Regions from separate parts of the Zea mays genome. Here regions 2 and 3 are each linked to region 1. Evidence: chromatin contacts called from public Hi-C data. All regions are on one chromosome and are shown on one strand. Each heading gives the region's core, a stretch centred on a gene start, on an enhancer-like site or on the middle of the called end of the contact. The rest is flanking DNA. Distances are from core to core; before and after follow the strand shown. Region 1 holds the start of LOC103635951. Region 2 holds the start of LOC100193464. Region 3 holds the start of LOC100280464.

Region 1 (3,349 bases), core at 619-3,118:
ACCCATTAAAGCGTTAATGTGCACACCTTTTCCACCTTGCACCCAGTCTCTCTCCAAGTACCTTGCATTCCTTCTGGTATCAAAATATGGAGGATCATATGCTGCTGCTAAGGTGACTCCCTGATTAGCACTGAGATTCCTGCTGTAGTAGTAAGGAGATGCAGTATGGTTATCACTGTAGTTATTTGCATACAGATTGACATCACAGCTCGTAGACAATTCCTTCTTCACTGGCTTGGGAAGCGGCCTCGGAAACCGAGGTCTTGACGAATCCCTTTCATATCCAAGGTCCTCCGACTCCGAGTAAAGGCCATCTATGCTCCTGTGAAGCTTCCCTCTATGTGTGCCAGAATCATACCCTCGACGAGAAAGCTCAGAGAGTGCCACCACAGCATCACGGCCAGACCCTCCCATGTCATCCTCATCCACTCCTTTCGGTGTACCCACCCGCAACAGCCCCTTCGACTTCTCCTTCGCTAACTTCCCTGCCTTCTTCTGCCTACTCTTATCGTGCTTGGGTCGAGCTAAGACCTGTTCCCCAGATCCCCTGCTCTCTGAATCAGTCTCCGACCCAGCCCGCCTTGTGAAATCTAGAGCTTTTCTCTGCTGTTGTTGTTGGTGCTGCTGCTTTGCCTTCATCGTGTCCAACATCCTCAGCCTCTCATCAAGGCTGTATCCCTCGCGGCCCTTCCAGCAATCCTTAATCTCCCGGAGCCTCCGTACCATGGAGTTGTGGTAGCTCTGCAGCCAGTAGTAATGCTTGCGCCGCTCCACGAAGCGAATGCCGCGGCGGTACAGATTGACCCTCGGGTCACACAGCCCGCCCTTGAGGCGCTTGAGGAAATCGGCGAGGGGGCTCCCGAAGTGGAAGTTTTGCCCCGCGAGGAGCTCGACGAGTGTGCGCGCAAAGGTCTCCTGGTCCATATCGGGCAGGAAGGCGGCGAGGCGCAGACGCTCGTCATCGCTGAGCAGGTCATTCCAGGCGTGGAGTGAGAGCACGTCACCGAGACCATCGAGGTCGTAGAGCTCCAACGGCACGGCCATGCTCTGGTCCCCGACCTGGCACATCTCCGTGCTGGGCTCGCCCAGCTCCGCAACGTCCAGCTCGTCGGAGCCCATCCCCGAGTCCCCCTCGTCCTCCTCTTCCTCGAACTCCTCTTCCTCCTCCTCCGCCTCTGGCTCATCGTCTCCTCCTCCTCCGCCGTTCTCCTCCTCGGCGGAGAAGCCGTCGGCATCGGACTCATGCGACGGCGTTGCCCGTGACCCCTCCTCCTCCTCGTCTTCGTCCTCCGTGGCCTCCAGTGAGGCCTCCGCGCCGCCGTCAAGCCTGGGGAGGCGGACGCCGCCTCCGGTCCTCACGATCGCCATGGCTTCCCACCTACGCCGCCGAGACAAAAAAAAATAGCAAAAGCCAAAGCAGTTAAAACCCTAGCCCCCAATCCACTACCTCCTAGCAACAGGGGGGTGGAAGGAATTAAGAGGAGGCGCAGTACACAAGGAGCGAAGTGAAGCTCACTCACCGGAACGACCCCAGGCGGGCGGAGCGGCCGGGATGCGGCGAAACCCTAACCCTAGCGCGCGCGGCGACGAGGGAGGGGACGGGACGGAAAAGGGGGGAAGTTGTGAGGAAGGGAGGGCGAGCGGGTGTGGAGGGTAAATAGTGGATGGGGGGAGGAAGACGACGGCGACGTGGCGCGCGCAGGAGCCGTCGGATTGGGGGAGGGCCGCCGCGGGGGGGTGGGGTGGGGTGGCGGCGGGTGGGAATAGGGCGCGGGGGCAGGGGGCGGCTCGCAAAAGTGTTTCTAGTCGGGGTCGGTCGAGTGCGGAGGAGACGGAGATGAGGGAGACGCAGCCGAGGAAGGGGAAAGCCTCGCAGGCGGGTTCGCGGGCGCGGGGCCCGGTAGACTGGTAACGCTGGCAGGTGGGCCACTCCTCATCTCTTGCCGGGTTCCCGGGTTTGCGCGGGAACTTAACTTGGATCGCCTGCTTTTTCGTTCGTTAGTTGATGATACTAATTCATAGTTCATTTGACTTTTCCATAGCAATTTTAACCGGCTCGTATTTTAAATTTTTTTGCAAAAAAAACTTAAAGTCATATTTAAAATATATTATATGCTAAACAATATTACAGTACAATTATGAAATTTTTTAAATAAGACGAGTTGGTCAAAACTTGTGATAAAAATATGAATTGTAAATTGGAATGGGGAAATATAATCTTAACTGTACAATTAGTTATGTACGGCATGTTGGAAGGATTTTATTTCAAGAATTTTAGTTTGGGATTTTCAGCTTCACCATAAAACAACTTCAATAAATTATTAAAGTGGGTTTGATGAGTGTTTCTTTGCACATGGACTCTAGCTTCTGTAACACAAATCAAATTGTGTAAGTTTTCTTGATTACCCTTGATGATTAGTGGCTGTCACGAGACAATCTAAACGCTATGCTATGTAACCAGTGGCATGATGCATAATTTTCATGCAACTTTATGAGTAGGTATAAAAACAGTGTTTGCAAAGCGCTATTTGAAAAACTTCATGAATTTAATAAAATTGACCACTAGTTTCATTTTTAAAAAGTTAGAGCTAGACTTGTAATACAAGTTATGTGTTAAAATATCTCATAATTATCTTAGTTGTAAACATGGAACTTCATTAATAATTTTCATTAAGTTTGTAAAAAAATATTATTGTTGTTGTTGTTGTAAACAGAAAGCTTGGGAGAGTTTATCTTGCCGTGGCTGCTTGGAGCCCGTGCTCCATCCCTACGAGTAGCTTCTCTGTTGCACCATATCTCACTCTTCATTTCAAACTCTATTCTATAAACAGTGCCTTGCATGGCCGTTTGCACGTTATTGCTAAGCAACTCAAAGATATTAGCTAAATCGTTTTGTAAAGGTAAATTTGGCTATTATTAGAAGAAGAAAAATGTCTCCAATAGAGTATGTAAATAGTTCTTCAAATTCAGTAGCTATGAGTCTCTACACCTTTGCTCTTTAGTTTTAGATAACATGCTTGACTCGTCATACAGAGTTCTGGATTTACAAAGTCAGTTGGACTAATCTTACTCCTTTTTTGTAGAATATATTTTAAAGAATAGCTAAATCAGTAAACTTGTAACTCTAAGCGACTAGTCATATCGGTTTGTAAAGGTAAATTTGACTATTAATAAAGAAAAAACATCTCCAATAGACTCTGTAAATAGCTCTTCAAATTTAGTATCTCTCCATCCATATACATTCACTCTCTATTATTAGATAGCATGCTTTACTTACCATAAAGAGTTCTGAATTTACATAGTTTATTGGACAAGTCTACTCTTTTCTAAAATCTATTTTAGAGAGTAG
Region 2 (3,349 bases), core at 473-2,972, 250 kb before region 1:
AGAGTGTGTGTCGTTTAGCATTTGAACGAGCTTGCCGTCCAAAGCCTACGATTTTAATCCGGCCTGGAGAAGAAGAAAAAAAACGAAGCTAGCTAATTATCAAACCAACACCTAGCATCTGAACATATGTGCAGCAATCCAACTGGGTTTCCATATTTTAATGTTGTCGATGAATTGGTCCTTCCTAAACAACATTTCCGTTTGAACATTTACGAAGAGCCAAAGCCAACGGACTGCATTGTTCACTGAAATGTTTTTTATAGTGTACACTTTCATCCACCTTTTTCCTTAATTACTAAATTAACGGCGTCACCACAAGTTAAGAGTGAGATGCTAAAAGAGATGCCATGAATTATCACATTGTTTTATGTATAAATGTAGTGCCAATTGTGATTATACCCTTCTGGAGCATAACAATTGTGTTTCTACTTTGTGGTTTTACCCTTCTGTTTTGAAAACGAAGCTATCGTTTGTTCCTCTCTCTTCCTCTCTCTGTTAGTGAAAATAATAATTTATGATTAAAAAATAAAAAACAAAGATAAAATCACAATTATAAGTTAAGAGAAGGGTATAATTATAATTAATCTTGAAAATAATTTTGAAAATTTTATGATTAATTATGATTATACCCTCATCGCACCTTGTAATTGTGATTTTGCTCTTTAGTTTTTTTTATCACTAACTCTGATTTTCACCAATGGTGCTAAGCAGTAGGAGCAAACAACGACTTTATTTTCAAAACAAAAGAATAAAATCATAAGTTAAAAAAATGAGGGATAAAATCACAATTGTAAGGTTAAATTAATAATGGTATAATCATAATTGCCTATAAAATGTATGCGTTCACGGAAATGAAGTTATGGCTGTCTCCAGCCATACACGCTAAAGGATCTTGATGCCACTGCCAAACGACTTGTCATTCTTTATTATAGTTTGGTTCTTTATCGTACCAATGTGACCAATGATGCATAGAGAGAGTATAGATTAAAAAGAATGAGATATAAAGGATGAATTTTAAAGAATATTATTGGAGACAGAGAAAATATAGATGACAATATTTTTTTAGAATGTATTGTAAGTGACAGAGAATATCCTTTTAGTGAATGAAATTTAGATGATGTTGCTAGAGATAGTAAACCCAGAGTGCGGTTCATATAGAAAACCGGTTCAACTTAACGTGTCAAATTGGGTTGATCCTTTGCCTTGCAAATGCATTAGAGTTTCCAATGAATCAGATAACGCAAAGATCCATTAATCCTAAGATCATTTCTGAGAGCCTATTAATCGGCACTAAGATTTATCTATATGATGAATAAAGCCATAGCAATATAAGAGCAACTAACTAGTTAACAAAATTGAGTAAAATTTATTTCTGGTCCCTTAACTTGTACGAGTGTGTCAATTTGATCTATAAACTTTTAAAATGTGTCTCTTAAATTCTTAATCGTTGTTTGTCTCTCTCTTAAGTTCAAACGGATTAGAATTTCATATGCAGCCTAATCCTAAACCATTTGGATCTAAAAGAGTTCTGAATAGTGATTAAGACTTTAAAAAATACACTTTAAAAGTTTATGGACGGAGTTGACATGCACGCAAGTTTAGAGGGACCAGAAATATATTTTACTCTAATTTTTTTTGTGTGTGCCGCAAAATAAGGTAAAAATGGCTTGGCGCAGTGGCACAAAAAGCGCGCCAACAAAACATTTCGAATCCTAGCCCCCCTCAACTGCAAAAGCCCCTCGTCGAGTCGTCGCGGCCCTCCTCCATCAATCCATCGTCGATCGATGGCGAACATGCTGGTCTCGGAGATGCGGCTTCCTCTCTACCTCGCCCACCTACTCGCCGCGCGCCGCCTTGACACCGCCAAGGTCAGCGTCCCGATTCCACCGCCTCCGCTAGAACCCCACCTCCCCTAATAACCGCGCGCGCTAGTGCCTGCGCTCTGTTCCTATCCAGGACGTGCTGTCGCTGCCAGAGGTGGAGCTCATGGCCATTCTCGACGCCGGCCTTCCCACCGCACGCGCTGCCATCGCCCACGTCAGCGAGGCCGCCTGCCCGCCCTGCCAGACGGTACCTCTCATCCCCCCTTATGCTCTGCTTGCGACTCGGTGGTCGATTTGGGGTTTAGTTTGATTCTTTGGGTCGGGGTTTACGCTGCATTTACCCGCCCTGCGCAGGCGCTCTCACTTCTGGAGGAGCGCGTGAGGTTAGGAGGCGGCGGCCGGCTGGCCACCATGCTCTGCGGGTTGGACGAGGCATTGGGCGGAGGAATCCCCACGGGGAAGCTCACTGAGGTCGTTGGGCCCTCGGGGATCGGCAAAACGCAGGTGAACTGCTGTCGGAGGTCCAAAGCTTAATTTGCGCATCCCGTAGTATTAGTGGTGCTGTGGGTGCCCGTATTTACAGTGTTCAGCGTACACAAGTGCGCACCAGGTGTTTGTGAATATGTAAATGCTATGCATCTCCATGAGTTTGGTATGCAATACGGAACCAGAAGGAAATGTACCTTGTGTATATGCTTATGTGATGCTGCATCATGCACCTGCTTGTGTTGTGATTTCTTTTCCAATGATCTTGGACATTTTGATCGAATCTACCGATCAATCACCATTTCTTCGAGCCAAATGGTTATCGAGCCAGAACATTTTGGGCTAAATTTATTGGGATTACCTCATTCTGTTGCTTGCCTTGTATGTTTTTTTTTAAATTTGTTGTTATGGTTTTGCGCATCGCAGTTCTGCCTGAAGCTTGCGTTGTTAGCAGCATTGCCGGAATATTATGGAGGTTTAGACGGTCGAGTTGTGTATATTGACACGGAATTCAAGTTCTCTCCAAGGAGGTTGCTGAAGCTAATGGCTACTGTTTACTACTTCCAAGTATCTTATTTAATATTTTTCTTTATTTGAACTTCTAATGTTGCCATTGATATGTTGCAGGATGATTGAGATTGGTCAGAAAAGCTTTCCTCAAATATTTCGACAAGAAGGCTTGGCGCAGAAGGTTCTCATCCTCCACATTTTAATACTTGGTGTTGACACCTTTTCGGAGGCGCCAATCACTCAAAAGAACCAGCGGCGGTGCTCTCTGGTCAGGCGCGGACGGTCCGCGGCTTGGGGCCGGACGGTCCGCGACCTGGCGCGACGTGGCGGTGCTCTCTGGTCAGACGCGGACGGTCCGCGGCACAGGGCCGGACGGTCCGCGACCTGGTGCAGGAGCTCGGGTTCCCTGCCTGACGGCCGGACGGTCCGCGCTCTAGGGCCGGACGGTCCGCGCGTGCGCAGGGGCGGCGGAAGATCGCCGGCGGCGCCTGGATCTCGCTCCCGGGAGGGACCCCGTCGGGGAGGAGAGA
Region 3 (3,349 bases), core at 564-3,063, 160 kb after region 1:
AACTTGTCTCAAACGCTCTTTCTCTTTATTGATTTGCTTTTGCAAGTCTTTATCAATAGTTTCCTCTTTCTGCATTCATGTCCTCAATTCATTCCACTTGTTCATGTTCTGAAAATGCTCAACACTATTTTCATGTTCTCTAAGCTTTGTACTAATATTCCTCCAATTTCTACATCCATTATGTGCTAGAGAACTCAGACTGTTGCTAGTTCTAGACTTTAAGATCTTACAACAAAAGCAAAAAAAACTTTATCAACATGCTTTGAATAAACCAACCATTTTCTATCATATAACTCTCCATTGCTTAACTTTCTATAATAATGAGCATATGAAAAATGTCTTGAGGCATCATCTAAAGGGAACTCGAGACCTTCCTCTCTTATAGGTCTTTTCCCAATTAATATGTCTCTTGCTTTATTATCAAGATTATCCCAATTTCTTGGATCATAAATGTCAGGTTGTTCATCAACACTACCAAAATGTGCATGTGCATCAGATGAATTAGACATATTCTCATGGTCACTTACATTGTTATCATCGGCGTTGATATCAACATGTTCTTCTCTAGAATTTTCTCATTGGTTGGTTCCTCTGTCCCCACGGGAACTATTGCCAACACAAACACATCATTTGGATTCGTCGAAGCACTAGTATTGCTCTTGAAAAACTTGTCAATAGCTCCTCTCTGTGAGTCTATGAGATCATCCACACGTTTTTTCCTTTTCCCTTTTTCACTTCCAGATGGATATCTTCTCGATGACATGATTACACAAAGCACTGAAAATAAAAAAGATATATATCACAAATTAAATGATAACATAAGAATGATTATACATATCTAAATAGTGTGGTTATTATTATTAATCAGTTACCTTAAATTTGTCAATTAGATTAAGCCAACAATAAGCCAACAATCAGTTACCTTAAATAGCTCGCAGGACACCAGGACCACGCAGTGAGGGATCGCCCGATCGGCGAACGGTGATCGTGATCGCCTGATCGGTGATCCAGTGGCGGTGATTGATTGATCGGCTCGGCTGATCTGAATATCTGATCGCCAGCCGCCAGGAGGAGCCCAGGACGCGGGACTGCGGGAGCGGCCGAGCGGACGCCAGGCAGGCGATTAGGTGAATAGGCGCGCGACACCGCGGCAGGCGAAGGTGAACGATCGGTCGTTCCAGTACCACTTGATCTCCAGGCCGGGCGTGTCGCCGACGTGCGGGGCCTGGGCCGGCTCACGACCCACATATTAGAGAGACCGCTTGCGTATACACGCAGCCGTGAGCCGTGCCTCGGTCGCTCGGCTGATTATTACGGTGGCCCGTGATAGTGGGGTGGGGGCCCACTAGCTTTGTGGGGTCTGGTGCGGTGGCACCGCTGCACCCGCAGGGCCGGTCCTGTATGTATAGATGGATATTGTTTGCATCATATATTGTGATATGCCTATGGGCTTGGGAGGTTAAGCCCCTAACACGATCGATGCCTGACCGGCCCTCAAGTTTGACCGCTCTTCGGCCCAAGCCCAACCCTTCTCCTTCAGCGCGTTCTGCTCGTGTGGGCGCCTGGCCGCCCGGTCCAGCCCATGTGTGAGAGCTTTTGTCCGATTAATTTGGTTGCGGTTTAGCTTTCAGTTTTGCAACTTTTGGCTTTGGCATTCTAAAAAAATCATTTTATTGTTTTTTTACAAAGAACGGGAAGATGGCATTGCTGTAAGTTGCGTGCTCTTGGCCCGGACCGCGATTTAAAATTTCTTAATTGGGGAGAGGCCCTTTTCACGCCTGCATCATGATCAAGTGCGCGATGAATGGTGATGGGCAACTTTTGATATTATTTTTATATATCGATGGGAGAAAAGGGGGAGTACATGTTGTGGCACGCCTAGTCAGCTCAGCGTCATCACTTCTTTCTTTCTGTGGCCCTCCTCGGCTCGGCCGCTCGGCACAGAGCAGCAGCACAACGCCACAGCCACCGCAGGCCAGCCGAGCGGGACGGACGGGACACGTGGCGGCACGTGTCTGTTCTCGGCCACCGTCGCCGGGATAAATTTTCCGAACCCAGTTGACCCGACCGCCGATGAACCCTGGCCAGATTCCTCGGCACGTGGGCCCACCTCACCAGCCTCAGCTGCCGCCTGCCTGACTTGGGCCCTGCCCCTTCCTGTACCTGTCCTCAAGGTCGCCCCCGCGCTGCCCATCCCCCTCCCCCTCCTCCTTCCTCGGCAGCTCGTGGCGCTCCAGTCCACAGAGGAGAGGACACGACACGACGAGGGGCCAGGCAGCAAGCTCTGCTCAGTCCGTTCCGCGGGCCGGTCGGTCGGCGATGGCGCGGCACGCGGGCACGGCGCTCCTGGACCTGGTGGCGGGGCAGGTGGACCCGGGCGCGCCGGGGTTCTGGCGCGACTTCCTGGTCGGCATGCTCAAGCCGGCGGCGGCCACGGCCGTGGTGGCCATGGCCGTCGGGCTCAGCTTCTCGCAGCGCCTGGGGCTCGAGGGCGAGATGCTCTACGCCATCGCACGCGCCTTCCTCCAGCTCTCCGCCATCGGCTTCGTCCTCCAGTTCATCTTCGCCCAGAAGAACGCGCTCTGGATCCTCCTCGCCTACCTCTTCATGGTATGTATGTATGTATGGATGGTATGGTACCTAGGGGTATGGTACCTGCTGCTCAGCCTCCAAATCTCTCTCTTGCAGGTGACGGTCGCCGGGTACACGGCGGGGCAGCGCGCCAGGCAGGTGCCGCGCGGGAAGCGCATCGCCTGCGTCTCCATCCTCGTCGGCACCGCCGTCACCATGCTCCTGCTCGTCCTCCTCGACGTCTTCCCCTTCACCCCGCGCTACATCATCCCCGTCGCCGGCATGATGGTCGGCAACGCCATGACCGTCACCGGCGTCACCATGAAGAAGCTCCGGGAGGACGTCAAGATCCAGAGGAACCTGGTGGAGACGGCGCTGGCGCTGGGCGCGACGCCGCGGCAGGCGACGCTGCAGCAGGTGAAGCGGTCGCTGGTCATCGCGCTGTCCCCGGTGATCGACAGCGCCAAGACGGTGGGGCTCATCGCGCTGCCGGGCGCCATGACGGGGCTCATCATGGGCGGCGCGTCGCCGCTGGAGGCCATCCAGCTGCAGATCGTCGTCATGAACATGCTCATGGGCGCCTCCACCGTCAGCAGCATCCTCTCCACCTACCTCTGCTGGCCGGCCTTCTTCACCAAGGCCTTCCAGCTCGACGACAGGGTCTTTGCAGACTAAGATACATGCTGGATTGTAATGTAACCGAGTCCCAGTTGTTTGAGCCTTTTGAGGTAGAAACAGAGCTAAGAGCTGTGGCTTTCGGTGTCACTGTTGATGCTGA

What was found. A called contact is a pair of places that touch in the nucleus more often than the background predicts.
Region 2: a Hi-C map of ear shows a contact between it and region 1, with 1.9 times the contacts expected there. The contact joins the promoter of LOC100193464 here to the promoter of LOC103635951 in region 1. A contact is called at or near these places in 4 of 25 Hi-C or Micro-C datasets (ear, endosperm, leaf and 1 more).
Region 3: a Hi-C map of endosperm shows a contact between it and region 1, with 2.3 times the contacts expected there. The contact joins the promoter of LOC100280464 here to the promoter of LOC103635951 in region 1. A contact is called at or near these places in 3 of 25 Hi-C or Micro-C datasets (endosperm, leaf and an unstated tissue).

Annotation. Positions count from the first base shown.
Region 1 is chr8:135,828,858-135,832,206 of Zm-B73-REFERENCE-NAM-5.0, forward strand. LOC103635951 reads right to left here and starts at 1,869. Exons shown (of 2, transcript XM_008658319.4): 1 at 1,521-1,869; 2 at 1-1,378. The coding sequence starts at 1,368.
Region 2 is chr8:135,574,984-135,578,332 of Zm-B73-REFERENCE-NAM-5.0, forward strand. LOC100193464 reads left to right here and starts at 1,723. Exons shown (of 12, transcript NM_001138580.2): 1 at 1,723-1,868; 2 at 1,957-2,070; 3 at 2,178-2,327; 4 at 2,736-2,839; 5 at 2,937-3,000. The coding sequence starts at 1,785. LOC100286283 reads left to right here. Exons shown (of 4, transcript NM_001159170.1): 4 at 1-154.
Region 3 is chr8:135,992,007-135,995,355 of Zm-B73-REFERENCE-NAM-5.0, forward strand. It overlaps LOC100280464, which reads left to right and starts at 1,814. Exons shown (of 2, transcript NM_001153384.2): 1 at 1,814-2,610; 2 at 2,689-3,349. The coding sequence starts at 2,320. The coding sequence ends at 3,246.